Linked DNA regions of Capsicum annuum: region 1 is linked to region 2. Evidence: chromatin contacts called from public Hi-C data. All regions are on one chromosome and are shown on one strand. The core of a region is the stretch at or near the end of the contact, and the rest is flanking DNA. Distances in the headings are between cores, read along the strand shown. Region 1 holds the start of LOC107845303 (MADS-box protein CMB1-like). Region 2 overlaps FUL2 (agamous-like MADS-box protein AGL8 homolog).

Region 1 (5,091 bases), core at 383-2,882, 36 kb before region 2:
TTAATTAATTGGTTAAAACTTAAACGAACTCGATGTGGTGTATACATCAATCCAATAAATGCATGTTATGTGTTTGAATTTAGAATTTATATTACTTAACCATGATTAATTAACATGTATTTTACTTAATTTAATTACTTAATCATGACAAAAAAATAATAGTTTGATGTATACGCCGAATGCGTGTAAGTCTTCACCTAATTATGCCCCTATCGTTTATTTCATTGAGCAAAAAATGCCTTTAATTCACAGATAACTAACTAAGAACATATTTGAACCTCTACACATAGTATTGAGGCATATTTGGTCCAATTTAATTTCTAACTACAATAATTAAATAATGTGTAAAAGTGTATTACTGTATTTATAAAGCAACTTGATCGAATTGTGAGGAATTTCTCACCAATTTAAGTTATCACATAAAGCAAGTTCTAAGTCATATTTAAGCATTTTAATATAGAAATTCTCGATAAAAATGCAACAACCATGACGTCAGAAAGTAAGAAAATTCATCACATTTCTTCAAACCATAGAGTATATATTTATTCTATCTAATCACCAAATGTCATAAAACTCATCAAATTACAAATAGAGTTACGTTGCATCAAAATAACATAACTAAACCCACAAATTACTTCAAATCAAAATCAGTCTCCTAATGTCATTGGATTCCATCAATTCTGAATGTGTAAAAAGTTTGTTTTTTAAATTAAGGATGATTACACATATAAAGTATTTGTCCGGCAGATTTTAGTTAAGAAGAATGTCATTTAAATATAAGTTTTGTTTTTTATGCTTGTTTTTCGAACAAAGTAGGGACAAAAATAAGTTGCTTAACCACCCATCCTTCTGTTAATCCCTAATTTTGCAGGTCGATGAAATGTTATGACATTAAGTGGTTAGAATATAAGGATGTTTGTGGTTTGAATCAGTGTAATGAATTTTCTTGTTTCATGACATTATGGTTATTGTATACATACTTAAACATGTTCTATTTACAGAAAAAATGTTTACAAGAAACTTCATAATTATAATCTCACAAGTGGAGTCTGGAGAGGGAAGAACACAGTCAAATTAAATCTTACCCATATTATTTCCGAATGACCCTCAACTCAAAACAAAAGTTTTTGAAGTAAGGTTGCAAGCAAATATTACAACAAGATAGATAAAATTGCATAATTTTAATTAGGAACTATATTGGATCAAATATGCTCTTATAATATACGTATAGGTCTAAACATACCATTAGTTAATTAGTTGATAGCATCCAATTAATCAATAACACGTATACATTTTAATCAATTTTTAACCTTTTCGTTTGCTTTTCACGGTATGTAAAATTACACGTATACATTTTATTAAGTCGCCCGTAAAATTGAAGTGTGCAAATAATTTTTCTGAACAATTACATAATGCAACTTGTTTTTTTTTTTTAAAATTAACTTTTTGGTTTTTAGTGGGAGTAGGGCTGTGGGTAAGGGGGGTGTAAATGGAAAGGTACCAATAGAGGAAGCCCCAGGGTTTCCATATTTTCAACTCACTCTCTTTCTTTCATTTCATTTAATTTGTACCCTCTTGTAACTATTATCCAAAAGTAGTTCAACTTGCATCCTCTCCAAGTGTTAGAAGAATAACCCCTTTTTATATATCCATCCTCTCTGCAAAAATTGAACAAACATAGACAATAATGGGAAGAGGAAGAGTTGAGTTGAAGAGAATAGAAAACAAAATAAACAGACAAGTCACTTTTGCTAAGAGAAGAAATGGACTTCTTAAGAAAGCTTATGAACTTTCTGTTCTTTGTGATGCTGAAGTTGCTCTTATCATTTTCTCAAATCGTGGTAAACTCTATGAATTCTGCAGCACTTCAAGGTAATTTATTTTATTTAATATAATTATACTATGTATGTGTTTACAATTTTAATGGTTTTTTTTACCTAGGTCCTTCTTTACCAAAAACCCTTAATTATCTACTAAGTACTCTCATTTTATTCTTACTTTCATTAAATTTGGTTATCAAACTTGTGTGATTTCTCTCTCACTTCAATTTTAATGCAAGATCTGAGTTGTCTTAATATGTACGTACTGTTTTTTTACTATACACATATATGATCAATTCTCCCTCTTTCTTTCTTTATATATTCTACTCTTGATTTTGGAAGATCTACTTATTTATGTTTGTTTTTCGAACTTTTGTATATGAAAAGACTGATGTTTTTTTTTTTTTTCAAAAAAAGAATGTATAATTTGCTAAGAACAGACAGTTCTTGATTTTTTCTAAAATTTCTTCACCATATCTATTGTTGTTTTTTGATCTGTAGGTAGACTTTTTATGAGCTCTATAACATTAAATTCGTTTATCTTTTGAATGAGACTATTTAAGGTTGATTTCTAAGATGATTACTGAATTACTAAGTGTTATTTCAGAAAGTACCACATTCTTTCTCAATTTCAATTTTTTTTCTTCTGGAAAATAAATTTTTTGAGATAGCGAGTATCAGTTAAGTGACTATCTGAGAAATCAACTCAAAATTTCGAGCAGTGAAATAGCTTGCAAAGGATTTTACTGCCAAAATTATGGAAACCTAATTACCAATTTTACTATTTACAATTTTTTACTGTTAAGATTTGATTTGCAGACCAGGTGTCATATTTGACAGTGGCAAAAATACTGCTACTTTTTTCCTTTGATTCCCAAGGCGGATGAGCAAAGGCTGCTTATGTTGGTTTCCAATCTATCTTTTTGTAATCATAATTTAATACTAGTGTTTACTAATCTAAAAATGTACTTAGTACTTATTTATTTACAATTCGATGGAGTATATCCACCAGATCATGGCAAAAATTTGTGACCCGGAGTCCATATATATTCGTACTTTACTGATGGTACCGACCACAACATAACAATATATTTAGTATAATTTCATAAGTGAGTCAACAGACGGTGTGATGTTGTATATGCAATCTTGCTCCTACTAGCTTTGTAATGTTAGGGAGATTTGTTTCCACTAGATTTTTGGCTAGAGTATGGTATGTTAAATGTACTTTAATAAACAAATATACATTTTCACTTAGATATGTTTAATTATATTTTGTACGGCAATAATTAATCTAAATAACATGAGTTAATCCAGACCCTTATGTGCCTTCATTATCTAGCCTCAAAATCAATTTTTTCCAAGTGGATCGTACCTTCATAATAATGACAACTTTTGGTGCATCAGCCTTGCACTGCAAAATGTTCTTAAAAAAATTGTTATAGAGTCACATGAAATAACTAAATGTTTCATTTTATTGTTGCAGCATGGTGAAAACAATTGAAAAGTATCAGCGTTGCAGCTATGCTACTTTGGAAGCTAACCAATCAGCTACTGATACTCAGGTTCTCCTTGCATTTCAATTTGTTTATTTTACTTCTTTTTGAACCGTTTTAAGATGATACATTTTCTTTTTTGGCAGCTCTTTAAGTATAACATTCAATATAACATGCTAGAAGCACCAAGACTAATGGATGTTTTGCATATACATTCTACGCATCTTTAGTTTAAGACCACAGTTCCACAAGGTTGTAAAGACTTTTTTATTTTCTTAAACTTCGTTCTTAATTAAACTAGACAAACAAATTAAAATGGATGAGTAATTAAGTATTTATGTACTTTTTTGTCTATTCATCTAAGCCTTGATAATATTATTTTGTCAGTCAGTGGCATACTTTTTTTGAAATTTATAAAAAAATAGTAGTATTTGATTAGTTGAAATGGCATTTAGAAATTAGAATTGTTCTTAAACATGAATATAAATTGAAGTTATTTTCACTAATTTTTTTCCAGACCAACGACATAAATTCAAGATCTTTTATTAAGGAGAGTGGATACAATGAATCCAAAAGAATTCAATTAAGCCGAGAGGATTCTATGAACTCAAGATGTTTAATTAAGACAAATAAATCCTTTTTACCACACTACAACTCTTGTTGGTTATTGAAGATGTCTTGTTCTTGATGTCACCACTAGTCTTTTTCACATTTTCCACCATATTTGTGAAACACATTTCCCTAGACATATGGAGTATTTAGAAACTGCGATGCATGTTATTTTTGATACACCAGATCAAATAATGTACAAGAAATAATTTTAGCATAACTAAAACTTACATTACTAATACATATCAGCATACTAATATATCTTATTTTGTACTATTTTTATACATCCGACCCAACAAGCCCTTTATATACGTACAATTGAATATCATCCCTTAATTTCGAGCCAACGTCCGTGCACCTCGACTAAGTTCACTTGATACCGGCAACCTCATATCTTAAAATTTATCAGATAACTTTGTCCGCTAAAGCTAGGACAGATTGAAAGAATCACCTGTTATTTTTTTTCAATCTGCTGGAAATTGTATCCTGTGTGATTGATGAGATAGGAATACTGATTTTTTTATTGCTGTGGTTGTTGTTGTTATTAATATTGTTGCTGCCATTCTTGTTATTGTATATGTTGTAATTAATTAATGGCTAAAGTCAAAAGCAGTCTTCTTAATTTGCCCACATCTTTACTTTCGATACCTTAACAGTCCACTAAAACGTCATTATTTTGTGACAGAATAACTACCACGAGTATCTGAGGCTAAAAGCAAGAGTTGAGCTCCTCCAACGATCTCAGAGGTCTGTTTTGTTCACTATGATCAGTATATCCCCGTACGTGTCTCAAATTAGTTGTCATGTTTTGTCTTTTGAGAGTCAAACTATATTATAATTCCGTTGTCTAATACGGTAAATATATATAGTCGTTGATTTAATTTGTTACGTTTTATTAAAATTACACAGAAACTTTCTTGGGGAAGATTTGGGGACATTAAGCACAAAGGACCTGGAGCAGCTTGAGAATCAATTAGAGTCCTCCTTAAAGCAAATCAGGTCAAGGAAGGTAAATTCTTTTAAATAGATCCTAACTTATAAATTGTTTATGAAGGGATAAATGGACAAATCAAATCGGATTTGGTGTATAAACTACTTATACAATATAATATCGATCTATCCATATTAAATATGGATAAAAAATGGATTAAATGACAAATGTTATGAAT
Region 2 (5,682 bases), core at 2,749-5,248:
CTTTCATATAGACTTGCTTTGTATCAATGTCAGAATCCAATCATAACAACAACAACATATCCGGTGTATTCCCACATAGTGGGGGTATGGGAAGAGCAAAATATATATTCCCACATAGTGGGGGTATGGGAAGAGCAAAATATACGCAATCCATACTATTACCTTCGAAGAAGTAGAGAGGTTGTTTCCGATAGATCCCGGCTCAGGACAATAAAGACAATAATCAAAGCCGGTTTAAAACAAAAACAAGATGAAATAACAGAAATAAGACATCCAAAAAATTCTACTATACACCTCACCCAAACCCTCCAAACAAGAAACTCCAACCTATGAGCATAGTCCTACGACAACTAGCATGGCTACACCAAAGCAATCCTATCTACTAGCTGCCACTCACTTCCATGAACTGCTCCTTTAACCTAATTCTTGTCCTTCATACCTTTTATCTAGGGCCATGGTCCCGGTAAGTTGTGACTGCTTCATGTCATGCCTAGTCACCTCCCTTCAGTATTTCTTCGTCCAACCTCTATCCCATCTGAAACCGTCCATAGCCAACCTCTCACACCTACGAACTGAGGCATCAGTGCCCCTTCTCATCATATGCCCAAGCCATCTCAACCTCACTTCCCGCATCTTGTCTTCTACCGAAGTCACTCCTACCTTCTCCCGAATAGTCTCGTTCCTAATCCTATCTCCTCTAGTAAGTCCATGCATCCAACACAACATCTTTATCTCTGCCACCTTCAACTTTTGGATGTGAGAGTTCTTTACTGGCCAACACTCATGCTCCATACAGCATGGCCGAATGAACTGCCACTCTATAGAATTTGTCTTTAAGCCAGAAGTCAATGGCATTCTCTATTCCTATCTATTCCAGTAGCAGCAAGCCATGGCGGGCGAGTTTGGCGTAAAATGGTGCTATCAATTCGGGCATACCAATTTTACTCTAGAACTCGACTCTATGGACTTAGTTAACATGCTCAACAACAGTGGGGTAACCAATATGAAGCTTAAACCGATGATAGACTCTATCAACAACATCAAAAACAAAGTCCAGATGCAAGTACGACACTATTATAGAGAAGGAAATCAAGCAGCAGACTTCTTAGCTAAAATGGCCTCCAACTCAAACCAAACTCTCATCACTCACTATTACAACATTCTTCCGAGACAAGCTAGAGGAGCTTTCTTGCTAGATAAATGGCAACTACCAAGCATTAGATGTAAATATGATAGAGCTAATTTCTTTGTAAGTTAGTTTCATGTTTGTTTCATCTCCTAGAAGGTACTAGTTGATTTTGTAAGCCTTCTAGTCTTTTGTGGGTGTTGGTTTCACCTAGGCTTAGTGTTGTATTGAGGTCACGTCTAGCCCCCCTCTGCTCTTTTTTGGCTAATACAACACAACCCGAATCTCTGGGTTAATTTAAAAAAATAAAAAAAAATAAAAAAATCTAGTGTTATAATCAAATACCCAATTTTTGTACTAGAAGAAGCAGGGAAATTTTTGTTACATGCATAATAGATCAAGTTGCTTCTAGCTGTAATTTCATTTTTGCATGGCACAGGACAAGGCATTGCAAGAACAAAACAACAATCTTTCAAAGCAGGTAGAAATTACTTAATTTTCTGTAAATTGTTTAGATATGTCACTCCACATTGCTTAAGAACTTTTAGAGGTCTTGGTTGAACAGATGAAGGAAAGGGAGAAACAGCTGGCCCAGCAGCATACTCCGTGGGAGCAACAGAACCATGACCATCTCAACTCATCTTCATTTGGTCTGCCACATCCCTTTAACAACAATCACCTAGGGTACTTTCTTTGTCCCCCAATTATTTTAACAGTGCTCTCCGTTATACTTTCATTTTATCCTCAGAGAGGTAGACCTAGATGCCCAGGTAACCTCAAGTATATATACATATGTATATGTGTGTGCCTGTACTGCGTGTATATTCTAAATATGAGGTATATATATTTTGATCAACACCTTCATTCAAAAAGGTCTGGTAGGTACATTGAATCGTATATATAAGGTGCACAAATGATTCTTTAGTGCGACTGAACAAAATCTTTTTGTAGCCACATACCAATCATGCCCCCACTAATATATATATGTTCATGTACAAAACAAGATTATATTCATGAACTAAAGATAATTCATGTAGCATAAAAGTCTTCTGTTGGAGAGATGACTGATTAGGCATTTGATTGGACGCGTAAAAATTGCAGGGAAGTATATCCAACTGCAGGAGACAATGGAGAAGTTGAAGGATCATCGCGGCAGCAACAACAAAACGCTGCTGTGATGCCGCCATGGATGCTTCGCCATCTCAACGGATAAAACTTATCAAGTATAAGCAAGGGGACAATACTAATATGCTATGTTTTGTTATCTACTAATTAGATAGAATATGTATATGTATGTTACGTATTAGACAAAACACAACTTTCATATCTAATTAATTGCGTATACATATGGCTGCTGTGTCGCTGTTAACAAATATAATTTCACTACTATATCATGCATCCTCATGACTTGTAATGTCTCTTTTTTAACAACTACTAGTAGTACTTTAGTATTTATTTCCTAAAGAAGAGCCTTGACATAGCTAGTAAAGTTGATCGCATGATTCAAAAACAACTTACAGAAATATAGGGTAAGCTTGTATATAATAGACTTGTAGTTTGGTGTGAGGTATAAGGGATAAATAGTCTCGTCATAAAATGAAAGACTATTATCTAATATTTGGTGTGAGGTATTAGTTAGTACCAACATTATTTATTACACCATTTATACTATAGTGATGGAAGGAAATAACTAATTCTGAAATAACTAATTCCAAAATTAATTAATTTTGGAATATCTCTTTTCCAACCAAATGACCCGTCTGGCCCTTCTCTCAGTCCCGCAAACTTCCTGCACCCAGCCTGATTGTTTATTAATTTCGGGCACGGCTCTCCTCCGTCCATTACCCTTTCAAAATTATAACAAGTGTCCTCATCTTAATCCGAAGGTTCAAATTTGTTGGATTAACTAAAGAAATTTAATCATGGTAAATATTTCTCTCACTCCAAATGATGATTTCTTTTCTTCTCTGCCATTAGATTGAAGTAAACATCTCTATTTTTTCACTTATTTAAAACTCAACAAAAATCAATCTCATCATTACCAGTATAAGTTTCTCCAAATTCATTTGCAACTATAGATACTGGGCTTTGTTTGTGATATTTACAATTGGGTCTTCAAAATATTTTACCTATAGTAATTGATAATTTTTCAATTGATGTCTTTACTATTTCTCTCACAATTTTTAATTGATATTTCCCAGAATGTATTACCCAATTGATGCTTTTACCTTCTCTTCTCAGGAACTTTAGTTTCAATTTATATGTGGAGTGGTATTTTATGATAGTTTTTTTCGTCACTCTTATGGAACGACTCGGATAATGAGTCCTGATTTCTCCCAAATTTGATTTTTCTTGAAATACCTCCTTCGTACCTCACTTTCATCCATGTTAAGTTGGATTTTCCAAGATCTATATAATCTTCTATATTTGTTTCGAGATACAACTGAGCCAAAGATAAGGAATGTGTGAAAATGGCAAAATTAAATATGATGAAGAAGAAAAGAATCTAAAGGCATTTTTTAACATGTAAAGAATGAAAAAAACAGTAATGGGGGAATGCCGAGAAATGGAAGAAAATTAGAGATGATTTTTTTTCACTGTAGCAAATGACTGCGAAGTTGATGAATATTCTGGAAAGATTTGTGATTTGGGAGAAAAGGAAGATTTTTTAAAGGTGAGAAGAGAAATGTTTACTGTAGTTAATCCCTTTTAGTTAATTAAATAAATTTGAATCCTTAGATTAATATGGGGACACTTGTCATGATTTTAAGGATGTAATGAATAAACTGAAGAGATTTAGCACTGGAGAGGAGCCAAGTCCATTACTTTCTATCGTTATAGTGACTCGAATGTGGCTTTCATTGTTTTATTTAAATAGTAATATGTGAATTAGGTTCTTATATGTATAGTACTGGTTATTAAATTTCGTTGCCTTCATGAGAGGTACATTTCCTGTCAGAATGCTTCTGTACTTTAATTTTAAATATATTTAGTTACGTGGCATCAAACAGTGAAGTAATAAAAATACTAATTTAGCAGATTCATGTCTATAATGTGTGCGTGCACGTCGATAGTTAGCATAGATTTAAAAAAGGCTTTAATTAATTCCTCAAAAAGACCACAGATGTTGGACAGGCGGTGGACGAACTTTTTTTCTTTTTTCTTTTTTGGGGCACCATATAATATATCAATGAGGAACATCAAACATGAGTTTAAAAATTAAGAATGTTATTTATTATCGAAGAGGAGGGCATGTACATAGATACTTTCTTCTTCACATGATAATTAACAAAATATAGAAGGCATGCTTTCTGTTATATAGCCCTTTCATTATGATAGAATAAAAAAAATTGGATCATTTTATCTATCGGTAGATATAGAATTGCTAGTTGTGACTCTAATAATTTAAGATTGGTTCTAAATAGTGTTTTAATTTTTATTTTTTTTTAAATTCTAGGCTCAGTGATGGGAGGAATATATTCTCAATTTAGCCATGAAGGGCGCAAGAAATTTTTCATGCTTCCAGAATATTTACCATTCGTAATATTGACTAATCCATTAAGGATTTTATCATAATGAAATTGACTCCTACATAGTATTTTGTCCAAAATGGTCCGTGGCCAGTCCAAATTAATCCACTTAAGACTTCTTGGATCTCCCCCTTTTTTCCTCCTATGAAATATTGACTTAATTACCTATGAAAATGGAATTTTTGTGACCAACAATTGATCATCACATCTTCGATGGGACAAAGACATTCTTACTCTATCATCAATGTAAATAACTGTTTGCTTCATCGAGTTATTCAAAAAAAAAAAATATATACATGTAAATCTCCTTAAAATATGACATCAAAATTTTTTAATATAGGGCATATTATGTGCAGTCATTTGCATATACAATAGTATTCCCACAAGTAGGGGTGTACATAGGTCAGGTTGGTTCGATTTTATTAAAAAATAAATAAATTAAACCAATCATTCGGTTTATTAAAACTATAAATCAAATCAAACCGATATAAAATTGATTTTTTCGGTTTAGGTTTAGTCGGTTTTTTCGGGTTTTTCGTTTTTTTTTTTTTTATAATCTTTAGTTTTTACAATTATATTGTGATCGAAAACTAGATCAAATATGTTTTCACTCACGTGCTAATGAAAACCCATAATTATGAAAAAAATAGAAGCGGAAAACTCTCTTGAAACTAAAAAGTGAGATGAAGAGTGAAAAGTTTAGGTTTTAAGTTTATATTAAATTTTTGATTATTTAATTAGCAATTAATGAACAAATAGTACAACTTAAAAACCCAAATCTAAATACATATCTACTTCTACTTTCAAATTATTGAAAATTACTAAAACTAGTTGAAAAAGTATTTAAAAAGTAGATTATAATTAATATTTTATGTATAAAAAAAGTTTGAATATATATATATATATATATATATATATATTATGTCGATTTGATTCGGGTTCGGTTTAACTTTTTTTTGTTAAAACCAAACCAATCCAAGAATGGTCAATTTTTTTTTCTAACTCCAAACCAATCAAACTAAACCA

The links. Hi-C and Micro-C count contacts between places; a contact is called where the count stands out from the background.
Region 1: a contact with region 2 is called in a Hi-C map of placenta, with 1.7 times the contacts expected there. The contact joins the promoter of LOC107845303 here to the enhancer-like site in region 2. A contact is called at or near these places in 2 of 5 Hi-C or Micro-C datasets (leaf and placenta).

The regions. Positions count from the first base shown.
Region 1 is chr3:251,916,297-251,921,387 of UCD10Xv1.1, reverse strand. LOC107845303 (MADS-box protein CMB1-like) reads left to right here and starts at 1,632. Exons shown (of 8, transcript NM_001324621.1): 1 at 1,632-1,872; 2 at 3,304-3,382; 3 at 4,608-4,669; 4 at 4,832-4,931. The coding sequence starts at 1,688.
Region 2 is chr3:251,881,652-251,887,333 of UCD10Xv1.1, reverse strand. It overlaps FUL2 (agamous-like MADS-box protein AGL8 homolog), which reads left to right. Exons shown (of 8, transcript NM_001324623.1): 6 at 1,566-1,607; 7 at 1,692-1,810; 8 at 2,228-2,496. The coding sequence ends at 2,339. Among protein-coding and RNA genes, the nearest start is that of LOC107844796, 5.1 kb to the right of the region's middle. Within about 2 kb of position 3,998, at least 4 of the 5 cell types and tissues checked have an H3K27ac peak or open chromatin away from gene starts, as enhancers often do. A contact at or near this core is called in leaf, where this site is marked.